Regions from separate parts of the Rattus norvegicus genome. Here region 1 is linked to region 2. The links are chromatin contacts, called in public Hi-C maps. All regions are on one chromosome and are shown on one strand. Each heading gives the region's core, a stretch centred on a gene start, on an enhancer-like site or on the middle of the called end of the contact. The rest is flanking DNA. Distances are from core to core; before and after follow the strand shown. Region 1 overlaps Sdccag8 (SHH signaling and ciliogenesis regulator SDCCAG8). Region 2 overlaps Sdccag8 (SHH signaling and ciliogenesis regulator SDCCAG8).

Region 1 (5,250 bases), core at 669-3,168, 98 kb after region 2:
AGCCAGAATGGATTGAAGTATGACAGCCAGTCTTTGGGAACACAGGAAATGGGCAGTTTTTCCATTTCCGGTCACTGGCAAAGGCAGGAGTGGAGCCTCCGCCCTTCTAGGGCCCAGCACAGAGGCTGCCCTGCACCTCCTGTGACTGGCCTGTGCTAGCAGCAAGTACAGAGAATGCTGGGAGCCTCCTTCCATCAAGGCCTGCCTCCAGCTTAGCACCCTGGAGTGCCCAGAGTAGTGGGCAAACACAGGGGTGAGCCGAGCAGAGAAAATGATGAATTTTGCATTTAGAATTTGAAGGTATTTTGGATACCATTCTATTGGCTTCCCAAAACTCCTGTCCTGGAATTCACACTGACTTGGTTGTCCTAGCCACAGATCCTGAGCCTCTGAGGAAACAAAGGCATTTTCAGTCCCAGAGTCTTGCTCACAAAGAAGTCTCAGTTTTGGCTTAACCTTTCCAATTTTCAGATAATTTAGGTGTCACAGATATCCAGAGTAGGATAGTTTTCAGACACTATAATTTGAATGTCTCTGAAATGTAATAAATAGAGCTTCATCTGGGTTTTAGAAATAATGTTTTCTTTCCAAACAGCTGTTTGTTTGCATTAACAATGTGTGCCGTCTCTAGAAGACAGGCATCATCTCTCTTTGTATAAAGTGCAGCTCTCGTTCCCATCCTTTGAGTTTCGTTCATTGCTGCCGTGGTATTGTATCATAGTCCTTGTTCCATGTTCACACACCCAGCCTGACCCAAGGGTCTGCAGAGGAAAGGGCTATTCTTGTTTGTCCCTTCCCGGTGTGGTGACTGTTGCCTTCTCTTTTCCCCGGGGTTGGCTCTTTTACTGCCATTCCAGTCCATTTGTGACCATTTGTGGGAGGTGTGTACATCCTGAATACAGCAGGAGTGAGTGTTTCCCTGTCTCTCATTGGCAGAGCAAAGGATCCTAGCTCCGTTCAGTGGTCCAGTTAGTACTGACAGATGGCAGCCAGTGAGGAGTGAGGGAGCGGAACATAACTGACATTTGGCTGGCACATATCACTATTTAATGTCTATTGTTTCCTGTCTACCTTGTGAGATAGATAGGGTCTTTGTTACTTTGAGGAAATTAGGTACAGAGAGGCCGTTGCAGGCTACAAGTCCCTTGGCTCTGAACTGGCCACACACAGCTTGCTGTGTAATGCTTCTGAGACGCCTAAGGAAGGAGCACGTGGTCTAAGCCAGGCACGGTGGGGCACAGCTTTAGTGCGCACCAGCACTGAGGATTCAGGGGTAGGTGGATCTCTGTAAGTTCTGGGCCACCCCAGTTTAATTTGTGAGTTCCAGCTAGCCAAGACTACATAGTAATACACACACACACACACACACACACACACACACACACACACGTACGTCATCTCTTTGATTCAAACCAAGGCTCTACCACTCTGCCACTTGTGTGCTGTCACGTAGAGCAGATGCTCACTGTGGTCTACGTTCATCTGTATGACTGAGCACGGCACAGCAGTGCTCAGATCAGTGCCTGGCTTGTGGGAAGTGCTCTGTGAGTCAGGATGCAGGGTGCTGTAGGAAAGCAAGCCTCCAGGTCCCATCCCAAGTGGGCAGGCTAGGGAAGACAAGCACTAACAAGTCTGATGGGGAGGAAGTTCATCCTGGCCACAGCTGCTAGCAACATTGGAAATAAACTTTGGATCTCCTAGGACAAGCCAGGACTCTGCAGCATATGGAATTAGTTGAGGATGAATCATTTTAAATGTCAGCCTCTGAGAACAGAGTGATACCCTCTACTGGACGGGTACTGTGTAGACGTCTACCTGGAGAGATGAGGGTACTCCTTCATAAAGATGCCTGCAATAATATTCCAGGGATATCACCAATGGGATACCTTGTACTTAGTACTAAGCCCCTCCGAGTCTCCAGGGCACAGGCCTTCCTGGACTAGACACCAGGGCTCTGGCAACAGACCCGAGTTAGTTATCTTGGAGCCTGGAACTGCCTACATTTGTTTCAGCTCCTATTTGACTTTTAACTGGATTAATGTCTGCCTGCCGTTTAATCAGAGCCCTGGACAATGGGGTTCTAGAGGGGACCACTCCAGAGCAAGAGAGGCTTGGCTGATAGACATAGAAGACACAGGAAGACTGAGAGCACACAGCGAAGACAGCTTCCTGCCTCTTTCCACCAGAAACAGGAGCTGAGCTTGGAAGGGAAGTGAGTGGCTTTATTTGGAGAGTGCTGTCTGCTGAGGTGCGCGTGTGCACCAGGCTCTGTTCTCGCTGCTTCAGACTTCATGTTAGCATCTGGTCATCAACCTCCCAACATTCCAGAACGCCTTGCAAATAATTTCACTTTGGAAACATTCTATCGAGAGCTAATTTTTAGCAAAAGTCTATTCTCACAGAAAGAAACCTTGGACAGCTACAGCGATGTTATACAAGGTTCCAGAGATGTAATGACAGCTTTGCTGGTGTGCACTTGAGTGTGGGGTGTGGTCAAATGCAGACGCCATGTCCTTCTCGCTTGTAAAGAATGCAGCCTTACTCTTTAACTGTTCTGTGGCCAGCAGCCCACATACAGGCTAAATGCAGGTATTACACATGGAATGTTTGCCCTAGAATGCTCTAGAATGAGGTGGCGCACATGGACGTTTTGGTAACACCGTAATTTTTTATATTCTAGGAGATTTCCTATCAGATGCTTTAGGTATCATCAGACGCCGAGGCAGCAAATATATAGAACCAGAGCCAGGATTTTTCACAGAAGTTTGCCTTTTAATCCTGTCTTCACGTTGTTATTTTCATTATTAGCATTTTGGGCTTAAGAGAGAGACCTAGTGTTATGGTCAGGCCTGGACGCTGGCTAATTTATTTATGAAATAAGACAGTGTTTCTAAGTCTCTGTAAAGTGAGCATCGTGGTGGCGTTAATCTCAAGATCAACTGGGTGGCAAAACACTTGGCATAGGGGAGGGTTCAGTATACACCTGAGCACCCTGGCACACAACTGGAGGCCTTGTTACTTGAGAGACTGAAGCAGGAGGATTGCTTGAACCGGGAACTCGGTTCCAGCCTGAGCAACATAGTCAGACTGCAGGCACTGGAGTCTTAACACTGCCTGTCTTTGTTGCTGAGTTGGAGTTGCTCCATTCATTAGATGGAAGAGAGGCTCCCACCTAGCAGAGCAGTTTTCCGCTGAATGAGCTAATGCAGACAGAGAGAACTTTGTCTATGCTTGGCAGCAGCCATTAAAATAACAACTGCGGTACCTGTAAAGTCAAACTTACGGGGTCCACAGTGGGGCAGGCTGCACTCGCTGGACTGTCCAGTTCTCCTGACCGTCCTGTGGGACAGGCAGTGTTACTTTAGTTGTAAACCAAGGACAGTCTCCAAGGATTTGCTCAGGTCATGCTCAGATTTCAGTCGAGGTCTGTTTTTTTTTTTTTTACCTGCAAATTTGTCATTCTGTATACCCGCGTCTTCCTGAAACTCTTCCAAAAGAGTGTTAGTAAGTCAGTTGTATTCATCATCGTGGGAGGAAGGATTTACTTCTTATTATCTAGTTTGGGCTGGTATATTTTCTTTTGAGTAGTATCGCATCTACTGCCTGGATTTTGTTAAGACATATAATTTTGATGTAATGTGCTATATTCCTTCATATCAACTTATTAAAAACCACTGATCTTTATAACACCCAGCCCTAGGCCACAAAGGCAATTCTAAAGACAGAACACATTTGCAACCCTAACCTCAAGGTGGCTTGGCCGGCTGTGTGCACGGATGCTGTGACTGTGTGTGCACGGATGCTGAGGCTGTGTGCACGGATGCTGTGACTGTGTGTGCACAGATGCTGAGGCTGTGTGTGCACGGATGCTGAGGCTGTGTGCACGGATGCTGTGGCTGTGTGCACGGATGCTGTGGCTGTGTGTGTGCACGGATGCTGAGGCTGTGTGCACGGATGCTGTGGCTGTGTGCACGGATGCTGTGACTGTGTGTGTGCATGGATGCTGTGGCTATGTGTGCACAGAGGCTGTGGCTGTGTGCACGGATGCTGTGGCTGTGTGTGCACGGATGCTGTGGCTGTGTGTGCACGGATGCTGAGGCTGTGTGTGCACGGATGCTGAGGCTGTGTGTGCACGGATGCTGAGGCTGTGTGTGCACGGATGCTGAGGCTGTGTGCACGGATGCTGTGACTGTGTGTGCACGGATGCTGAGGCTGTGTGTGCACGGATGCTGAGGCTGTGTGCACGGATGCTGTGGCTGTGTGTGTGCACGGATGCTGAGGCTGTGTGTGCACGGATGCTGAGGCTGTGTGCACGGATGCTGTGGCTGTGTGTGTGCACGGATGCTGTGGCTGTGTGTGTGCACGGATGCTGTGGCTGTGTGCATGGATGCTGTGACTGTGTGTGTGCATGGATGCTGTGGCTATGTGTGCACAGAGGCTGTGGCTGTGTGCACGGATGCTGTGGCTGTGTGTGCACGGATGCTGTGGCTGTGTGTGCACAGAGGCTGTGGCTGTGTGTGCACGGATGCTGTGGCTGCGTGTGCACAGAGGCTGTGGCTGCGTGTGCACAGAGGCTGTGGCTGTGTGTGCACGGATGCTGTGGCTGTGTATGTGCACGGATGCTGTGGCTGTGTATGTGCACGGATGCTGTGGCTGTGTGTGCATGGATGCTGAGGCTGTGTGTGCACGGATGCTGAGGCTGTGTGTGCACGGATGCTGAGGCTGTGTGTGCACGGATGCTGAGGCTGTGTGCACGGATGCTGTGACTGTGTGTGCACGGATGCTGAGGCTGTGTGTGCACGGATGCTGAGGCTGTGTGCACGGATGCTGTGGCTGTGTGTGTGCACGGATGCTGAGGCTGTGTGCACGGATGCTGTGGCTGTGTGTGTGCACGGATGCTGTGGCTGTGTGCATGGATGCTGTGACTGTGTGTGTGCACGGATGCTGTGGCTATGTGTGCACAGAGGCTGTGGCTGTGTGCACGGATGCTGTGGCTGTGTGCACGGATGCTATGGCTGTGTGTGCACGGATGCTGTGGCTGTGTGTGCACAGAGGCTGTGGCTGTGTGTGCACGGATGCTGTGACTGTGTGCACGGATGCTGTGGCTGTGTATGTGCACGGATGCTGTGGCTGTGTATGTGCACGGATGCTGTGGCTGTGTATGTGCACGGATGCTGTGGCTGTGTATGTGCACGGATGCTGTGGCTGTGTGTGCATGGATGCTGTGGCTGGCTTCCTGTCACAGAGCTC
Region 2 (4,792 bases), core at 1,191-3,690:
CCCACTCATAGGACCTGTTTCCTTCCACCCTAGTGCAGGTACCAGCAGTAGTTAGGCTGGGACAAGGCAGAGACAGGAGGAGAACACATTTCTGAGAACTGTTCTGGGCTGAAGTGACAGGCAAAGACCACCACATAGGTGAACTAAAGGTCCATTGGCCCATCAGACTGTCCCAAGATAACCATCACTAAAACTTGGGAGACATTGATCATGGAGTCAGAAGCTGCGAGTACTAGGTCCTTCTTTGTTATTTTTGGCTTTGTGAGATAGTCTCACCATGTAGCCCAGGCTAGTCTGGAACTTGCTATGTTCTGTAGTCCAGGCTGTTCTCAACTCAAGATTTCACTCAGCTGCAAGGGCTTCTTAAAGTGTCCTGTGAGATTGCACCAAGAACATGACATCAGCCCAGATGACGCCCTCCCCGGATGCTCACATTCCTCGTAGCAGAAGAGTTAGCCAGCGGGGACTCGTGTCCGCTCCGCTTCTGCCTAATTTGACAAGTGAAGTTTTAGGAAATGGGTTTGCTGAGTGGGGCTCAGCAGATAAGCACACTTGTTGCTCTTGCAGAAGACCTGCTCTTAAGTCCCCAGCACCCACGTTGGACATTCACAACCTTCTCTAACTCCAGCTCCAGGGCGTCCAACATCCCTGGCCTCTACCGAAACCTACAGTCACAAGTACACTCACCCACCTACATATACTTAGTTAAAATAGTAAAATAAATCTTTTTAAAAAGTAGAGCTGAAAAGGTGTGGCAGAGACGACATAACTCACAAACCCAAATATTTTTTCTAACCCTTACAGGAAGAGCTTGCCAGCCCTTCCCTGAGGTGGGAGGTTCTTTTGTATTACTGGAATGCTTTACTGGACAAGGTCATCCTTGAATTATAACTTATAGTTTACGAGTCTGAAAATAGTTTATGGAACAGTGAGTACTCTATCTCTGCTCTCTCGAATATCTGCTAGCATTTCCAGGTGAGCCGTGGTGGCTGTGTCCTTATACATTTCCAGGTGAGCCGTGGTGGCTGCATCCGTATCTTATTAGGGGAGCATTGCCTAGTAATGGCGTGTGGCTTAGACGAAAGAAGAAGTGCAGCATTATCATTTCTTTACAATAGAACGTATAGGTTACTGTAAATTTTACTTTTTAGAAATAAGAAAATGGACATGGCTTTTCTTGGTATACAGATGGTAGATCTTTGGAGTGATACTTAACACTGAGCAGGAAGCATCCAATGTCTCAAGTACTTCTGAAGTCATCAAAGCAAACACTTAAGACTATAGTTGCATGTACAAAACCATCAAACGTTATGCTTGGAAATGTTAGAGAAAGAAGTCTTTAAAAGCTGCTTATAGCCAGTGTGAGTCAGCACCGTGGAACTGAAATTATGCAGGAATTACTTCATAAAATCAGTTCATTGGATATTTGGAGGAAATCTATTTAATGCAAAGAGACCAAATTAAACCCCTTAGCTCCTAAAAGTCAGACTCATTTAAGACCAGAGAAATAAGAATAAAGGGAGGTTGTCCAATTGTACCTTATTATGTAGACAAGTCCGAAACCCTGTGTTGGGATTTTCAGGGTTTAGGCTGGTTCTTTCTAGGAGGATCTGATCTCCATGTTTAAAGTGGAAAGTCAGGCCTCCGGCAGTTTAATCCCTGTGACTGACTGGTGGTGCACAGTTAGTAAGACTTTCCTGACTATAGGAAGATTGGAATAGACAGACACAGTGGGCCATGGAATGAGCTTCCCCAAAATAGTTTTCTTTTCTTTTATAGAGTAACAGTGTGATGTGCCTCGAGACCTAGATTGCGGGCCTCTGGAGCGCACTGTGTAGTTCTGGGAGCATCCAGCAATAGACCCGTACTGTGTTGGAAGTGGGTAGCTGCAGTGTTCGTCTTTTCTACTTGTAGCGTTAGCACCCACAGACTAGAGTAAATCTCCTACAGCGCTCATCGCTCTGAAGCCACACACCCGTTCAGCAGCCTGAGGTAATGGTGAAGTCTGAGATCCAGACTTCAGAGACTCATCCAGCTACCACCCGCCATCACACTTCTCCCTCTACCCAGTGCCTGGGAGGGGGCCACATGGGCATGGCTTTGGCGCGTGCAGTCACGTGGGCCTGGTGATGACAGCGCTGCTCGCCATCTTCTTCACGCTCTCTTTCATGCTGTAGCCTTACACATTCCTGTCCCTCCTCCTCCGTCTTACAGCAGCTCCTGGGGGCATGGCTTCCCTAAACCAGCTTACTAGACACTGGGGTAAATAACTGCAAGTCCAGGTCCTGCCCTTGGGGAGTTTATATTCTAGCTGGGGACTCGGAATATGCATTTGAACATGCCGTAAGAATCCTTGCAAAGCAGCATATCGACAAGTGCAAATTAATGTAGTGTGAACTTCACGCTGGCTGCAGCCCACGAGGGAGAATCTGGTTCCACGTGTGCGATGTAATAAAGCTTCCCTAAGTATGCCCTCAAGCGCTGTTCAGCATACTTAGAGAAATTTGTGTTCCTATCACAGCCTAACTGAGATTTCTGAGAAACATTTTCAACCTAGCGTCTGTCTAATAAGCCACTGTCTTTTGTTCTTATCCTGGATGATGCCTGGTACAAAATAAAATTCATTGCATTATGCAGATATTTTAACATAGCTCCACTTAATAAAAGTCTCAAATTATTGAGCTTATTTTTCTAAAGCACTGTGCCAAATAAGGTTTTCATTTAGGATAACACTATATCGGTAAAAATCACAAAATTAACCATGAAAAAAGTAAATGTGTGCTTTTGCTTTGTCGTTCCAGAGACGCAGCTCAAAATGAGTGGTGGGGATGGCAGGTCAAGGGTCTTCCTGCCCACACTGCTCAGCTGTGTGCTAACACACTCCTGGTTATTGTTGGTGACAGGATGTGTATGTCTCAGACTAAAACATAGAAACATGCATACATATTCATATGTAAAGCATATTATTGTGGTTTACTTGTAATTTAATTTTCCAGAAAAGGTGATCATTCTCTTTACTATAGTTATTTTTTAAAAAGTTAAATGATAAATAGAAATAGACAAATAGTATTGATATCAATTGAAATTATTGATTTAAGCTTATCTTAGATAAAAGCATAACAAAACATTCACATTGAGAAGTAATTCACCTTACGAGCTAAGCATTCGTTAAGAGACTCTTTCCTTTGGGTAGGAACTGAAAACTGTAAGGTGGATTCTGCACACTTATCTTAACTTTAAATGTTGACTCACCAGGCTAGCCTGCTGGGCCTTCACAGTGTCTGCTTACCTGCCAAGCCTGCAAGTCTGGTTACTATTAGGTGACAGCAGTTATTTGACTGTGTCCCTGCAGGCCAGCAAGCTGACAGGCATTAGATGCAGGACAGTACACTGTGCTTTAGTGGCTCAGAAATATCAGCACCAGTACCTGTGTATACATTTCAAACAGTGTTTACTGTGCAAACACGGGCAACATTGACAGAAGCCAGTAAGTCTCGTACAAAGGAACAAGTTGGGTTTTGTTTGTTTGTTTTGCCTTTTGCTTTGTATTCATATGCATTGCATGTCGCAGTCATAGCCTGGGAGTCTTGCGTTCTCTCTGTTCAGTGAATATTATCTTAAACAATTTTATACTGCTTCTATTTTTTTACACGAATCACCTTAATGTGGCCACTTACATACATTTCTACAGGAAGACGACAGGTCAGATTTTGGAGAAAGAAAAACCTTGACAGATTTAGAATCCAGTCACCTTAGTCTTTACTTGCTGCTCTAATCCAGCAGCCATATGTTTTGTGCATTGTGCTGGCCTATAATGAATTTCTGTCAGCGAGAAAAGGTAAGGTAGCTATGCAAATACACTTCTTATGTCAGTGACTACAAAAGGACCTGGGGACTTGGAAGAGGGGAAGATGGCATCTTTGCAAGGTGGCCAGGATGTTACCCAGCACCGATGGGAGAGAGAAGGGCATTTGGCTCGAAGGCCCAACATGGCAGCTTGAGCAAGAGTGAGGAAGGAGAACACAGTCAAGGAAAGCACACGTCTCCTGACTCTGGGCGTTAGTCAGCTAACAGTATCTCCTGGGCGGCCTTTTATAACTGTCCACCCATGGAGCAGGGACATCTGCAATGTGCTGCTCCCAGTTACCTGTGCACTTACACCGAAGGCCCTGTGCCAGTCAAGATAGAGTGCTATACTTTACACGTGTTTTTAATTTCTTCTTGCATTCTTCTCTGCCACACCACTGCTTTAGATGATATTGAGAAGGAGCCCAGGGCCTTGTGCATGCTAGAGCACTAGCTCAGCGGTGGGACAGCACCGCTCAGCTGCATCAGCCGGCTTGTTCCCCTTCCTTCGAGATGGACTCTCACTGTGTCACTAGGGCTGTCCTTGGGCTCCTAGGCTTGAGTGAGTCTCCTACCCTGGCCTCCAGAGTAGCTCAAACTGCAGGTGTCTGCCACCACGTCTACCAGAAAGTTTAAGATTTCCAGCATTCAGATAATACACAGTAACATTTATTGGCAATGTTAGGGACAAGTAGGAATTCGTTTCATATAAATAAATAATTGGGTTATCTTGATACATGGAGAATTAGCAATGCCTTATGATGAAGAAGAACCACAGATTGTGCAGAGTTTATCTGTGCACCATCAACCTAAAGACAACATTTCCCCCTGGTGCTGTCCAGTGAAGCCAGAACCTCAGCATACTATGTACGAACTCCACCGCTGAGCCACACGGTTGCCTCAAAACTCCTTGCTTTGGCAAGGAGGAAACATCCCAGAGACCCAC

Evidence for each region. A called contact is a pair of places that touch in the nucleus more often than the background predicts.
Region 1: a contact with region 2 is called in a Hi-C map of the A7r5 cell line, with 3 times the contacts expected there. The contact joins two enhancer-like sites. A contact is called at or near these places in 3 of 12 Hi-C or Micro-C datasets (the A7r5 cell line, Schwann cells and frontal cortex) and 1 of 1 datasets of contacts at active chromatin or transcription factors (oligodendrocytes).

Annotation. Positions count from the first base shown.
Region 1 is chr13:91,443,508-91,448,757 of GRCr8, forward strand. The region is part of intron 16 of Sdccag8 (SHH signaling and ciliogenesis regulator SDCCAG8); the gene reads left to right. Among named protein-coding and RNA genes, the nearest start is that of Sdccag8, 160 kb to the left of the region's middle. Within about 2 kb of position 1,919, at least 14 of the 93 cell types and tissues checked have an H3K27ac peak or open chromatin away from gene starts, as enhancers often do.
Region 2 is chr13:91,345,126-91,349,917 of GRCr8, forward strand. All of the region lies in intron 12 of Sdccag8 (SHH signaling and ciliogenesis regulator SDCCAG8), which reads left to right. Among named protein-coding and RNA genes, the nearest start is that of Sdccag8, 61 kb to the left of the region's middle. Within about 2 kb of position 2,441, at least 6 of the 93 cell types and tissues checked have an H3K27ac peak or open chromatin away from gene starts, as enhancers often do.